Linked DNA regions of Macaca mulatta: region 2 is linked to region 1. Evidence: chromatin contacts called from public Hi-C data. All regions are on one chromosome and are shown on one strand. The core of a region is the stretch at or near the end of the contact, and the rest is flanking DNA. Distances in the headings are between cores, read along the strand shown. Region 1 holds the start of ACAP1 (ArfGAP with coiled-coil, ankyrin repeat and PH domains 1). Region 2 holds the start of TP53 (tumor protein p53).

Region 1 (7,750 bases), core at 1,451-3,950:
GTGGCTCAAGCCTGTAATCCCAGCACTTTGGGAGGCCGAGGCGGGCGGATCACAAGGTCAGGAGATCGAGACCACAGTGAAACCCCGTCTCTACTAAAAATACAAAAAATTAGCCGGGCGCGGTGGCGGGCGCCTGTAGTCCCAGCTACTCAGGAGGCTGAGGCAGGAGAATGGCGGGAACCCGGGAGGCGGAGCTTGCAGTGAGCCGAGATCGCGCCACTGCACTCCAGCCTGGGCAACAGCGTGAGACTCCGTCTCAAAAAAAAAAATAAATAAATAAATAAATAAATAAATAAAAAATAAACAAAAGTCCGAGACAACCATGGGGGGAGGTGGAGCGGTCACTGAAGTTTTTCTCAAATGGGAAGGGTAAGAGAAGTCAGTGAGACGAGGATCTGGGGCCTGAGCTTCTCCCCCTCTGGTGAGGGCCCATGACAGACACCTGTGAGGCACGGATATACCAGATGGCCGGAAGACTTGGATTCATTTGGTTGACTCCTCAGATTCCTCCACCTACAGAAATCAGTGCCTCCCCCCACCAGCTGTGGCCACCATCATATCGGGGCAGGAGATTGCTCTGCAGCACAAGGAGTACTATGGCAAAGGACTATACCTGAGGTCCTGCTCCCACCCAGAGCTTGTGGAGGACATGGAAGATGAGCATCAGGATGGTGAGAGCCTGGGCAGGCCAGCCTAGGGGGCAGAAGGGCTGGGAACCCACAGCCTGATAGGTACCCTGGCCCTGATCCCTGATTCTAGGCTCCACAAGCTTGACCTAGGTGATTGAGAAGGCTGTAAGCACTGAGGTCCACCTACTGGACCACATGGGAGGCCCCTTTAGGGATCACAAGGCCACAGAGAGCTCCCTGATGGTGACAGTGACACCATTGCAGCCTGTTGAGGGCACCAGGCCGTTATCTCTGTGGGACTGTCTCTTGGCCAGCTCCCATCTCCCAGCCCTCCAATTATTTCAGGCCAGTACATCGGCAACAGGTGGAAGGAGAGGCCCTGAACAGCCTCGAGTCCAAGGTCCACATTGGACAGGAGAGGAACCAGGGAGACTCAGAAGGGGTTGAGACCCCCTCCAGCTTGGCACCACCCACTGGCTCCACGCCTCCTCCTTAACTCCTCTCTGCCACGCCACCCCACTCCAAGTATTTCTCTGTCCTTCCAAGACAGTGAGTCTCAAATGGTATCCAGCTGGTGGCTAGGGGGCTGAGCTGGCAAAGCCCAGGGAGTTCAGAAAGGGAGAGTGGAGCAACCCCAACCCCTCAAGCCAGAACAAGCACAGCCTGACAGACTAAGCCTGGGCAGAGGCAAGGGGATGCTCGCACTGGCCAGGGAGGTAGAGGAGCTGAGTGGGGAGGTTCTAGGGGATTCAGGGTCACATGAACAAGATCCCATGCCTGCTGCAAGAAAGCCATGAACTCAAACTCTTCTCTCCAGATGAAACCCTGGGACTTCGATGGACTCAAGAAAAGGAAAGCAAACAATGGAAACGGGCTGGTTGGGGGCAGAGTGGGGGCAACCTTCCCTTCCTGGCCACCCTATGAGTGGACGATCAAGAGCAGAAGAGCAAGGGTCTGGGAGCTGTGAATCGGGTGCTCAGGCTGGGCCTGCTCAGTCGTTGAGGAGAGGGGAGGAGGAAGGGGAGTTCACACACAGGAGCTATGAATATGAGGGCAGAGCGAAGAAAGCTGGGAGCAGTCCGGGGCACTGGACTCCACAGGAGCCTAGCATCACGAGAAGGCCCAAGCTGCTGCAGGATGACAATGAGTGATGCAATTAATTTAGTGAACCAGCGGATTACAGTGGCTCGCGCCAGTAAACCCAGCACTTTGGGAGGCCGAGGTGGGTGGATCACCTGAGGTCAGGAGTTCAAGACCAGTCTGACCAACGAGGTGAAACCCCGTCTCTACTAAAAATATGAAAAATTAGTGGGGCGCCGTGGCAGGCACCTGTAGTCCCAGCTCCTCGGGAGGCTGAGACAGGAGAATTGCTTGAACCCAGGAGGTGGAGGTTGCAGTGAGCCGAGATCGCGCCACTGCACTCCAGCCTGGGTGACGGAGGGAGACTCCGTCTCAATAATTAATTAATCAATCAATCAATCTAGTGAAGCATGAATTTTTTTTTTTTTTTTTTTGAGACGGAGTCTGGCTCTGTCGCCCAGGCTGGAGTGCAGTGGCCAGATCTCGGCTCACTACAAGCTCCGCCTCCCGGGTTCCCGCCATTCTCCTGGCTCAGCCTCCCGGGTTGCTGGGACTACAGGCGCCCGCCACCTCGCCCGGCTAGTTTTTTGTATTTTTTAGTAGAGACGGGGTTTCACCGTGTTAGCCAGGATGGTCTCGATCTCCTGACCTCGTGATCCGCCCGTCTCGGCCTCCCAAAGTGCTGGGATTACAGGCTTGAGCCACCGCGCCCGGCCAGCATGAATTTACTGCTATCACTTTCCTCACTTCATACAGCCCTGGAGGAAGGGGCTATCATTCCCATCTTCCAGATGAGAAAACTGAGGAATCGGAGAGCTCGTCCAGGGGCACACAACCTCTAAGTGACAGAGCCAGGATTTGAACCTAGATCTGCCAGGCCCCCAAGACTCAACCAAGAAGAGAGAAAGAAACAGAGGCTAGGGCCCCAAGAGGAAGGAGCTGGCAGATCGCCTCTGAGGGCGGGGCTGTGGCTTCTCTGATCTCAGGCCCCCATCCTCCGCCCAGGCCCCACCCCTGCCCCTCCCAGCACTGCCTGGAAGTGTGGGGCGAGAGCTCCTCCTAGGACACCCCTTTCCCCTTGGGGAAAGAATTGTGCCCCCCAGGCCCTTCCCCGTGGAGGTCCCTCTTCTCCTTCCCCATCATCTCCACCTCCTGGGACAGAAAGTGCCTCCACCTGCATCCCCAGGCGTCCGGCCTCCAGGGCCCGCTGGCCCCACAGCAGGCAAGCTGAGATGACGGTCAAGCTGGATTTCGAGGAGTGTCTCAAGGACTCACCCCGTTTCCGGTAAGTGTGAACTGGTCTGGGGGCTAAGGAGGGAAAAGTCTAACACCCCCAGCACACACACACCTTTCCCCAGGCCAGATCTCCTTCCAGGGAGCAGGCCTCCAAGAGGCAGGAGCGAGCCTGTGGGCCAAAGTGGTACCCCAGCTATCAAAGCAGGGTACTCCAATGCTCTCCGGCCCTGCATGCTCCTTCTGGCTTCTGCAGTTTCCCTCAGCCCTAGAGCTGGCATTCCCTCTGGCCTCTCAGTGGGACCCCTGCCCTTCCCCCAGCACCTGCTCTGGGGCGGTTAGCAACTTCCTGCCCTGGCCACATCCACCCTCCTTCTACCCTTCCTGCTCTGGCCTGGGCTGTGGTAGCTCCCAGTCTGCAGAGCGGGCAGAGCACAAGTGGGCGGGTGGGGGGCGAGCCTCTCAACTCTGCAGCTTTCTCCTCCATACCCACCGCCCTGCGGCTCCATCCCGCCTGATGAGGCAGACAGACCAGACCGACCCAAGCTCTGTTCCCATGACCCCCTCTTTCCCAGAGCCTCTATTGAAATGGTGGAAGCCGACGTGTCAGAATTGGAGATCCGTCTGGAAAAGGTGACCCTGACATGGAGAGGTGACCCTGGAGTGGATTAGGTTGAGAGGGGTAGGGCCAGGGAGAAAGCTGGAGACAGAGAATGCGTTCCAGGGATTATTGAATACTGTGTAGGGGAAATATTTTGGAGACTCCAGAGAAGCAAAAAAAGGTGGTTCTGTACCCTCAAGAAGCTCAGGATCTTGGAAAACAAGACTTACTTCTGGGCCGGGCGTGGTAGCTCATGCCTGTAATCCCAGCACTTTGGGAGGCCAAGGCGAATGGATCGCCTGAGGTCAGGAGTTCGAGACCAGCCTGGCCAACATGGTGAAGCCCCATCTCTACTAAAAATGCAAAAATCAGCCAGGCGTGGTGGCGCCCATCTGTAGTTCCAGCTACTCAGGAGGCTGAGGCAGAGGAATCGCTTGAACCTGGGAGGCGGAGGTTGCAGTGAGCCAAGATCGCACCACTGCACTTCAGGCTAGGCGACAGAGCGAGACTCTGTCTTAACAAAAAAAGACTTACTTTTGGACTTCCTTGTTCAGCTTTTGAGCTCCTCCTGCATTGTGCCAGGCCCTGGGCATTCAGGGAGGGCAAGATCATTTCTGCTCCCATGAGCCCAAAGGCTGACTGGAAGACAAACCAGTGAAATGTTTCCATTCAAGACAGTAAGGTGTCCCCTGAGCACTCTATCAAATAGCATGTTCACACAGATACACGCACAAATGCTCTCTCATTCCCCTTACTTCGCTTTACTTTTCTCTGCAACATTTACCTCTGACACATTATGTATTTGCATGCTATGTGTTAGTTGGCTATTGCTGTGTACCAAATTGTCACAAATTTGGTGGGCAACATTGTTTTATGGACAACATGGTGAAACCTCATCTCTACAAATAATACTTTTATTTTTATTTATTTGAGACGGAGTCTTGCTCTGTTGCCCAGGCTGGAGTGCAGTGGGGCGATCTCAGCTCACTGGAACCTCCGCCTTCCAGGTTCAAGCGATTCTCCCACCTCAGCCTCCCAAGCAGCCGGGATTACAGGCATGCACCACCACACCCTGCTAATTTTTTTTTTTTTTTTTTTTAATTTTTAGTAGAGATGGGGTCTCACCATGTTGGCTAAGCTGGTCTTGAACTCCTGACCTCAAATGATCTACCTGTCTCAGCCTCCCAAAGTGCTGGGATTACAGGCGTGAGCCACCACACCCGGTCTACAAATAATGATATTAAACAACGGACTGGATGGGGTGGCCACAGCTGTAGTCCCAGATGCTTGAACTCCTGGGCTCAAGTGATCCTCCCTCCTCAACCTCCCCAGTAGCTGTGCTACAAGCACATGCCACCATGCCTGGCTTTTTTTTAATTTTATTTTTTTGTAGAGATGGTGTCTCCCTATGTTACCTAGGCTGGTCTGGAACTCCTGGACTCAAGTAATCCTCCCACCTCAGCCTCCCAAAGTGCTAGAATTACACGTGTGAGCCACCACACCTGGCCTGAATTTTTTATTGTGAGTAAATCATCGACTCAGGAGACTAGTAAGGAGAGGTCTCATGTACTCATCACCCAGTTTCCCCAGTGGTGACATCTTTAGTACATTATTAAAACCAGGAAATTAATATTGTCACATTACAATTAACAATAAACTCTGCCAGGCGCGGTGGCTCATGCCTGTAATCCCAGCACTTTGGGAGGCTGAGGCAGGCGGATCACGAGGTCAGGAGATCGAGACTATCCTGGCTAACGCCGTGAAATCCCGTCTCTACTATAAATACAAAAAATAATCCAGGTGTGGTAGTAGGCGCCTGTAGTCCCAGCTACTCGGGAGGCTGAAGTGGGAGAATGGCATGTACCTGGGAGGCGGAGCTTGCAGTGAGCTGAGATCGTACACTCCAACCTGGGCTACAGAGTGAGACTACGTCTCAAAAAACAAAAACAAACAAAAAAGCCCAGTAAACTCTAGCCAAGCGCAGTGGCTCACGCCTGTAATCCCAGCACTTTGGGAGGCTGAGGCAGGAGGATCACGAGGTCAGGAGTAGTTCCAGACCAGCCTGACCAACATGGTGAAATCCCATCTCTACTAAAAATACAAAAATTAGCGGCCGGGCGCGGTGGCTCAAGCCTGTAATCCCAGCACTTTGGGAGGCCGAGACGGGCGGATCACGAGGTCGGGAGATCGAGACCATCCTGGCTAACACGGTGAAACCCCGTCTCTACTAAAAAGTACAAAAAACTAGCCGGGCGAGGTGGCGGGCGCCTGTAGTCCCAGCTACTCGGGAGGCTGAGGCAGGAGAATGGCGTGAACCCAGGAGGCGGAGCTTGCAGTGAGCTGAGATCCGGCCACTGCACTCCAGCCTGGGCGACAGAGTGAGACTCCGTCTCAAAAAAAAAAAAAAAAAAAAAAAATACAAAAATTAGCCGGGTGTGGTGGCACGCACTTGTAATCCCAGCAATTTAGGAGGCTGAGGCAGGAGAATTGCTTGAACCCAGGAGGTGGAGGTTGCCGTGAGCCGAGATCGCGCCACTGCACTCCAGCCTGGGCGATAGAGCGAGACTCTATCTCTAAATAAATAAATAAACTCTATAGATCCTACTTCGATTTTACATTTTGCATATGCTCTTTTTTTGCGTTTTTGTGTATAATTCTATGGCACTTTATCACGTGTATGGATTCCTTTAACCATCACCACATACAAATGGACACAAAGAATTCCTTTACAGTGATACCCGATACCCTTCCCACACTGCTTTAATCTGTAGCAACCACTGATTTGTTCTCCATCTCTCTACTTTTGTAATTTCCAGAATGTTCCATAAATAGAATCATACAGTATGTGACCCTTTGAGATTTGGCTTTTTTCTCCCACTCAGAATAATGCTCCTGCCGGGTGTGGTGGCTCATGCCTGTCATCCCAACTACTCAGGAGGTCAAGGTAGGAGGGTTGTTTGAGGCCAGAAGCTTGAGACCAGCCTGGGCAACATAGCAAGATCCTTGTCTCTAAAAAATGCTTTGTTTTGTTTTTAAATTAGCCAGGTGTGGTGGTGTGTGCCTGTAGTCTCAGCTACTCAGGAAGCTAAGGTTGGAGGATCCCTTGAACCCAGGAGTTCAAGGCTGCAGTGAGCTGTGATCCCACCACTGTACTCCAGCCTGGGCGACAGAGATCCCAACTCTAAAAATAATACAAATTTTTTAAAAGATTAATGCTCTTGAAGTTTATCCAAGTTGTTGCACGTATCAACAGTTCATTCCTTTTTATTGCTGAGCACTGTTCTATTGTACAGATGTCCCAGTTTGTCACTAGTCCAGTCTTATGAAAGTTTCTTACTCATCTAAGGGGGAGGGGCTGAGACGGTAAGGAAAAAACTAGACAGAGTCCTCAGATTCACACAGTGATTTGCGAACATCCTTGTCCCTTGTCACAGACAACCCATGGTGATATATGGTAAGATTTGATCTTGGTCAGTCCAGGTACGGTGACTCACACCTGTAATCCCAGCACTTTGGGAGGCCAAGGCAGGTGGATCACCTGAAGTCAGGAGTTGGAGACCAGCCTGGTCAACATGGTGAAACCACATCTCTACTAAAAATACAAAAAATTAGCCGGGTGTGGTGGCAGGTGCCTGTAATCCCAGCTACTCGGGAGGCCGAGGCAGGAGAATTGCTTGAACCCAGGAGGCGGAGGTTGTGGTGAGCTGAGATCGTGCCACTGCACTCCAGCTTGGGCAACAAGAGTGAAACTCCGTCTCAAAAATAGAAAAATAAAAAGAGATGGGGTTCACTATGTTGGTCAGGCTGATGTCCAACTCCTGACCTCAGGTAATCCACCCACCTCAACCTTCCAAAGTGTTGGGATTACAGGTCTGAGCCACCTCACTTGGACTATCAGGTTTCTTTGTTTGTCAGTCAAAGGGACCAGACAGGATGGGCCCCAGGAGTACCCCAGCATTTCCTCTTGGTCCTGACCTGTGGTCTGCATGACGGATTAATATTTATGAGGGAACGTGCAGTGAGCACAGAATGGGACAACTCCTAGCAGTAAATACTATAGATTTTATTTATTTATTTATTTATTTATTTATTTATTTAGAGACAGAGTCTTGCTCTGTCACCCAGGCTGGAGTGCAGTGGTGCCATCTCGGCTCACTGCAGCCTTGACCTCCCAGATTCAGGCAGTCCTCCTGCCTTAGCTCCCCAG
Region 2 (7,750 bases), core at 2,543-5,042, 350 kb after region 1:
GCCAGACTCAGCTCACTGCAAGCTCCGCCTCCTGGGTTTACGCCATTCTCCTGCCTCAGCCTCCCGAGTAGCTGGGACTACAGGTGCCGGCCACCTCGCCCGGCTAGTTTTTTGTATTTTTTAGTAGAGACAGGGTTTCATCGTGTTAGCCAGGATGGTCTCGATCTCCCGACCTCGTGATCCGCCCGTCTCGGCCTCCCAAAGTGCTGGGATTACAGGCTTGAGCCACCGCACCCGGCCTAATTTTTGTATTTTTAGTAGAGATGGGGTTTCGACATGTTGGCCAGGCTGGTCTTGAACTCCCGACCTCAAGTGATTCCTGTCTCGGCGTACCAAAGTGCTGGGATTATAGGTATGAGTCACTGCGCCCAGTCTGTTCCTCTATTTTCTGAGGAGTTTGTGTAAGATGGGTACTGTTTCTTCCTCAAACGTTTAAAGAGAGCAAAGAACAGAGGAGATAAATAGAAAATAGCACTAAGAAGTCAGGCATGGTGGCTCACACCTGTAATCCCAGCACTTTGGGAGGCCGAGATGGGATGAAAGCTTGAGGCCAGCCATTTGAGACCAGCCTGGGCAACATAGTGAGATCCTGTCAATACAAAAAAATAAAACAGTTAGCTGGGTATGCTGGAGTAGTCCCAGCTACTTGTGAGGCTGAGGCTAGAGGACTGCTTGAGCCCAGGGGTTCAAGGCTGCAGTGAGCCTTGATTGTGCCATTGTACTCTAGCTTGGGCAACAGTGTGAGTCCCTGTCTCAAAAATTAAAAAAGAAAAAAAGAAAATAGCACTAAAATGGTAGCCCCATACTCCAACTGTACAATAATTAAAGTTAAAAGCATTCAGTAGAGAAAGGAAGCCTATTTCAACAAGTGGAGACAGAATACCTGGATTTCCATACAGGAAACATACCAGAGACTGACTTCTACACCTCACACCATAAACAATTCATTTTAAGAATTAATTAATGGCTCAAGGACGTTAGTGTAAAACTTACAACCATAAAGGTCCTAAAAGAAAATATAGTATCTTCATGATTCTGGGGTAAAAAAAAAAAAATGTCCTAAACAGGACAAGGCAAATACTGAACCTAAAAAAGACAAATCCACTCCTCTTAAGATACTGTAAACTCTGTAAAGCAAACAAATAGGCAAGCAACAGATCAGAAGAAAACATTCAGGACACATGTATCTGATAAAGGACTTGTATCCAAAATGTATAAAGCAGTCCCACAACTGAAGCATAAAAACAAACAAAAGACCAAAATAACAGGCAAGACTTGAAGAGCTACTTTACAAACAAAATACGAATGGCCAATAGGCACATGAAAAAATGCTGAACATCCTTAGTCAACAGAGAACTGTAAATTACAACCACAAGGATATACCACATTAGAAAGACTGACAATACCCAATGTCCGGAAGGCTGTGGCACAACCATAATAACTCCCATACCTTGCTAGTTGGAGTGTAAAATGGTACAACCGCTCTGGAAAACTCAGAGCTTCTGATAAAGTTCAAAATACATCTACTTTTTATTTCCAAACTCGCAATTCCCCTCCTAAGTACTTCTCCAAGAAACACAAAAACATATGATCACAAAAACAATTGTACAAGAATGTTTATAGCAGCTTTATTTCATAACCCCAAATGGAAACAACTCAAAAGGCCATCAAAAGAACGGATATACAATCGATGGGCTATACTAAATGAAAAGGAGCAAAATACTGATATATACAACTACATGAACGAATGTCAGACAGCACATTGAAGGACAGAAGCCGACAAAAAGGAGCACATAATGTATGATTTTTTTTTTTTTTTGAGACAGAGTTTCGTTCTTGTCGCCCAGGCTGGAGTGCAGTGGCACGATCTTGGCTTACTGCAACTTCTGCCTCCCGGGTTCAAGCGATTCTCCTGCCTCAGCCTCCCGAATAGCTGGGATTACAGGCGCCCACCACGCCCAGTTAATTTTTGTATTTTTTAGTAGAGACGGGGCTTCACCATGTTGGCCAGGCTGGTCTGGAACTCCTATCCTCAAGTAATCCGCCTGCCTCAGCCTCCCAAAGTGCAGGCGTGAGCCACCGCGCCCAGCCTGATTCCATTTTATATGAAGTTCTCCAACAGGCAAAATGGTTATAGAGATCAAAATAAAGGTGGGGTCGGGAATCGACTGGGAAGAGGGGCGATGAAACGCTTCTGGGACGATGAAATGGGTCTCTGACTTGGTAGGCATCACGCAGTGGTTAGGGCCAAAACTCATCTTCCTGTACACTTGGTCTGTGCACTGCGCTGTGTGTAAATGCCACCTCGATTTAGGAAAAAGATGACGTATGTACGGCACAAAGTGCCCGGTATGCGGCAGGTGCATGGGGAGAAACTGCGGAATGAAACAACAGCGAGCTAAGAGATGGGTAACCGGCAGAAATGAATTCGAGTTCCGCCTCCTACCGGGAAGAACCGGCTCGGGTCGGAGGGCTGCACGGAGGACCACACGGACGCCTGCGGGCCCGCCCCTTCCGCTTCACGACGTTCGGCCTGCGTCTGGAACTGGAATGGCCTAGCCCAAAGCCAGATAACAGGTAGATTGTTTTTCCGACAGATTATCAAACGATCCATTATTGCACTCTTTCAAAATTTGATTATCAGACGTACCCATTCTTTTTTTTTTTCCTCCGGAAAGATGAGATGTACTCATTCTTGAAAATACCCCCCGGGCTTGCCTTCTGCACACTTCTTTCCCTCCCTGTCTCACGCCATGGTAGCGTCCGCCTAGGTTGCAGGCGACCCGCGGGGTGGGGCACACCATTCAAAGAAGGGGAGGGATTGAGGTTTGCATCAAAACAAATACCCCTGCCTTTGCAAAGGCCATAACCAAGTAATCCAGAAAAAAAAAGTGCGGGCGGAGAATAGCAGCCTCCCTCTGCAAGTAAAAGGAACCGGCCTAAAGGACATTTTTTCTCTCTCTCCTCCCCTCTCATCGGGTGAATAGTGAGCTGCTCCGGCAAAAAGAAACCGGAAATGCTGCTGCCACAAGCAGAAATGTAAATGTGGAGCCAAACAATAACAGGGCTGCCGGCCCTCTCAGATTGAGATGGTCCTCCTCGGCCTGGCGGGCAAACCCCTCGTTTAGCATTTCTCACTTCCACGACTGACAGCCTTCAATTGGATTTTCTCCATCTAGCGGAGCCAAGGGCTGGCTGGAAAGATCGCTGCAGGAAGGACAAAGGTCCGGAAGTTGTGGGACCTTAGCAGCTTGGGCTCCCCGGATCACCTCCAAATGATCATTTCGGAATGGAGCCCGAGGTTTCACTAGAATGCCATGGGCTCCAAAATATACAGCCATGAGTTCTCAATGTTTCGAGATCCAAAAGTCTCAGATCTCAATGCTTTGTGCATCTTCTATTTCAGGGATTCCCTACGCCTAGCAACGGGTAGATGGGCAAAGGAGTACCCTTTAGGCCGGCTCAAGGTTCCCCAAAGCTCCACTTCTCTGCCTAGGCGTTCAACTTTGAGTTCGGATGGTCCTAACATCCCCACCATCTACACCCAGGTCTCCCAACAATGCAACTCCTATGTTGATCCCTCTAGCCAAGCTTCCATCCCACTCACCCCCAAACTCGCTAAGTCCCCACTGCCCCACCCCCAGCCCCAGCGATTCTCCCGAGCTGAAAATACACGGAGCCGATAGCCCGTGACTCAGAGAGGACTCATCAAGTTCAGTCAGGAGCTTACCCAATCCTCAGGGAAGCGTGTCACCGTCTTGGAAAGCACGCTCCCAGCCCGGACGCCAAGTGTTCCCGGAGCCCCGCAGCTACCTGCTGCCTGGATGGTGGCTCTAGACTTTTGAGAAGCTCAAAACTTTTAGCGCCAGTCGAGCACATGGGAGGGGAAAACCCCAATCCCATCAACCCCTGCGAGGCTCCTGGCACAAAGCTGGACAGTCGCCATGACAAGTAAGGGCAAGTAATCCGCCCGCTGGAGGAAGCAAAGGAAATGGAATTGGGGAGGAGGGTGCAGAGAGAGTCAGGATTCTCGCCGAACTGGTGCCGTAGATACTAACATTTTGGGGTGGAAAATTCTACAAGCCAGAGCTGTGAGGGCAGAATTGGTGGAAACCATTTTGGAGGAATCCTGCGCTGTGTCAAATATGAAGGGAAGAAAGCTTTTGCGTTTGCTCTCAGCTGGATCCTTTCTTTTCAACAGCTAAAATGTCATTTTTTAGGAAGGCTTTCCTTAATATCTCACGCTAACGTTTTCTCCCACATACTTTGTATCACACCATCTTGTTTAATCTTCACAATACTTATCACTCTGAAAATATTTGTTAATTGCTTTCAGTACATGGAAACGTAAGCTTTATGAGGATATAGAATTTTTCTACTATCTTATTTATTGTTGTATTCCTCAGTGCCTATATCAGTCCTGGGTAGCAAGTAAGAGCTCGATAATAAATACTTTTTGAATGAAGGAAGAGAGAAAGGTCTGGAGCCTGGAGAACGAGATGAAAAGAGGTGCAAGACCTGCAGCGCCCTCTGCAGGCGGCGGGGGATGGTGCAGGTGCTTTAAGAATTACCGCGGGACTCGGTAGGGGGAGCGCAGGCGCTTCTCCCCAAGATAGAAGAGTTTAGACTACAACTCCCAGCAGCCACGAGAAGCCCTAGGGCTTGATGGGAACGGGAAACCTTATAACCTTTCACGTCCCGGCTCCGCGGGTTCCGTGGGTCGCCCGCGAAATCTGATCCGGGATGCAGCGGCCCAATCGGAAGGTGGGCCCAAATCCCGCGACAGCAAGAGGCTCGTAGCGACCTGCGGTGCTAAGGAACGCAGTGCTTTCAAAATTGGCGTCCGCTGTTCGCCTCTCCTCCCGGGAGTCTTCTACCTCCTCCCAGAAGAGGAGGGAAGCACAGGTGGGTTTCATTAGCTCTGCATCGGATCCCTGAGAACTTCGAAGCCATCCTGGCTGAGGCTAATGTCCGCTGTGCTTCCTCTGCAGTATGAAGACTTTGGAGACTCAACCGTTAGCTCCGGACTGCTGTCCCTCAGACCAGGATCCAGCTCCGGCCCATCCTTCTCCCCACGCTTCCCCGATGGATAAAAATGCGGACCCTGAACTGATGCCACCGCCTCTCGAAAGGGAGGATCCGCCCCGGTTGTCCCCAGATCCTGTGGCTGGCTCAGCTGTGCCCCAGGAGCTAGGGGAGGGGGACCCAGTTTCTCTCTCCACTCCCCTGGAAACAGAGTTTGGTGCTCCTAGTGAGTTGAGTCCTCAAATCGAGGAGCAAGAACTTTCTGAAAATACGAGACTTCCTGCAGAAGAAGCAAACGGGAGCCTTTCTGAAGAAGAAGCGAACAGGCCAGAGTTGGGGTCTGAAGAAGCCATGGAAGATGCCTCTGGGGAACCCGCTGCAGAGGACGAGGGAGACACGTAAGTGGTGATGGCAGTGGAGTGTGGAGTCTGGGGAGATGAAGTGTGAGGTCGACCTGTCCTCTGGTCCTCAGAACCACTTCTCTAGGCCCCTGCCTCCGTTGCTTGGCGACCCAGGTTTGTTGTCCCCCATCTTCCTTTCAGTGCTTGGAACTACAGCTTCTCCCAGCTGCCTCGATTTCTCAGTGGTTCCTGGTCAGAGTTTAGCACCCAACCTGAGAACTTCTTGAAAGGCTGTAAGTGGTAAGGATAACAACGGGGCAGGGAGCTGACCACCCCCAAGATTTTCACCGTAGAACAGTCCGGTTATCTAGGAGAGGGATGCCCCAGAGCTGGGAGAAGGAGCACGTAGCCCTTTTAGACTGAACTTACATTTTATCTAGCAGTGTGTGTCTTCTCCTTCCCTCAAGGATTCAGGGGAGGCTTACCTACCCCAGAGGTAGGCTCAGCCCTAGACCTACACTTGAAAAGCATAGGTCTGGCCAGCTTTGTAACTCTTTCCTGTTTCTAGGGCTCCTGACGGTTCCTGCATCTTGACCAATAGTGCTGATAACATCTTGCGAATTTATAACCTGCCCCCAGAGCTGTACCACGAGGGGGAGCAGGTGGAATATGCAGAAATGGTAAGGACTGGGGCTAACTCGGCCTCTTCCTCAGTGCTACACATTTAAGTCCTTCATGGAGATGGAGAAAGTGTAGTCCAAGTGCTTCCTGTTCACAAACGGGACTGTTTTTCAAGATGTTTCCACGTGTAGCGTTTTCTGCCCTGAATTCTGAAGTTATTTAGAGAGACGTTTCCCCTTTCTTTAATTAGGAATCTGTGTTTTTCGCTAAAAAGTAGTGAATTTCTTGTGGCAGTATATATGTATTTATATTTATTATTTTTTTGAGACAGGGTCTTGCTCTGAAACCCAGGCTGGAGTGCCGTAGTGCGATCTCAGCTCACTGCAACCTCTGCCTTCTGGGTTCAAGCGATTCTCCTGCCTCAGTCCCCGGAGTAGCTGGTACTTCAGGTGCATGCCATCACACTCGACTCATTTTTGTATTTTTAGTAGAGATGGGGTTTCGCCATGTTGGGCAGGCTGATATCAAATTCCTGACCTCAGATGATCCGCCCACCTTGGCCTCCCAAAGTGTGAGGATTACAGGCGTGAGTCACCGTGCCCGGCCTATAGATATTTATTGATTGACTACTGATACATGTTAGTCACCGTGCTGGGATAAAGTGGTGGACAAGACAGATGAAAGGCTGGTTTGCTTTCTCTGTGGGAGATAGACAACAAATACGTAAACCAGCAGGCATCAGGACCAAGATGATAATAAATGCTCTGAAGGAAATACACAGAATGAAGAGAGACTAACTAGAGGAAAGCACATTGCATAAAATGGTCAGGAAGGAGCTCTCTGACAAGGAGGCATTTCAACTAAGACCTGAAGGAGGATAAGGGGTCAGTCAAGTGAACACTTCCGGAAAGAGCTTTCCAGAAACTGGCAATGATAGTATAAACACCCAGAACTGGGAAATAGCTTTGTGTGTTAAAAGACCAGAAAGGCCTGGCACGGTGGCTCACACCTGTAATCCCAGCTACTTGGGAGGCCGAGGTGGGCAGATCACTTGAGGCCAGAAGTTCAAGACTAGCCTGGCCAATATGGTGAAACCCCATCTCTACTAAAAATACAAAAATTAGCTGCATGTAGTGGCACATGCCTGTAATCCCAGCTACTCGTGTGGCTGAGGCAGGAGAATCTCTTAAACTCGGGAGAGGTGGAGGCTGCAGTCAGACAAGACTGTACCACTGCACTTCAGCCTGGGCGACAGAGTGAGACTCCATCTCAAAAAACAACAAAACAGACCAGGCTCGGTGGGTCACACCTGTAATCCCGGCACTTTGGGAAGCTGAGGCAGGCAGATCACCTGAGGTCAGGAGTTCGAGACCAGGCTGGCCAACATGGCAAAAACCCGTCTCTACAAAAATACAAAAATTTGCTGGATGTGATGATGGGTGCCTGTAATCCCAGCTACTTGAGAGACTGAGGCAGGAGAATCACTTGAACCCGAGAGGTGGAGGTTGCAGTGAGCCGAGAGAGCCATTGCACTCCATCTCAAAACAAACAAACAAACAAACACAAAATAAAAAACCCAGAATGCTAGTATAGCCAGACTGAGGCAAGTGAGGGAGATAGCGGGGCGAGGACAGAGAAGAGCAGCCACGTTGTGTTGGGTCTTATGGGTAAGGCATTTGGAGTTTATTTGGGAAGTCATGAGAGAGGGTTTTTTTTTTTTTTTGAGATGAGTCTTCCTCTTGTTGCACAGGCTGGAATGCAGT

What was found. A called contact is a pair of places that touch in the nucleus more often than the background predicts.
Region 2: a Hi-C map of blood shows a contact between it and region 1, with 4 times the contacts expected there. The contact joins the promoter of TP53 here to the promoter of ACAP1 in region 1. A contact is called at or near these places in 3 of 14 Hi-C or Micro-C datasets (CD4 T cells, blood and liver).

What each region holds. Positions count from the first base shown.
Region 1 is chr16:8,828,558-8,836,307 of T2T-MMU8v2.0, forward strand. It overlaps ACAP1 (ArfGAP with coiled-coil, ankyrin repeat and PH domains 1), which reads left to right and starts at 2,701. Exons shown (of 21, transcript XM_077970189.1): 1 at 2,701-2,994.
Region 2 is chr16:9,175,856-9,183,605 of T2T-MMU8v2.0, forward strand. It overlaps TP53 (tumor protein p53), which reads right to left and starts at 3,793. Exons shown (of 11, transcript NM_001047151.2): 1 at 3,731-3,793. It overlaps WRAP53 (WD repeat containing antisense to TP53), which reads left to right and starts at 4,689. Exons shown (of 11, transcript NM_001260926.1): 1 at 4,689-4,905; 2 at 4,992-5,423; 3 at 5,568-5,666; 4 at 5,935-6,046. The coding sequence starts at 4,993.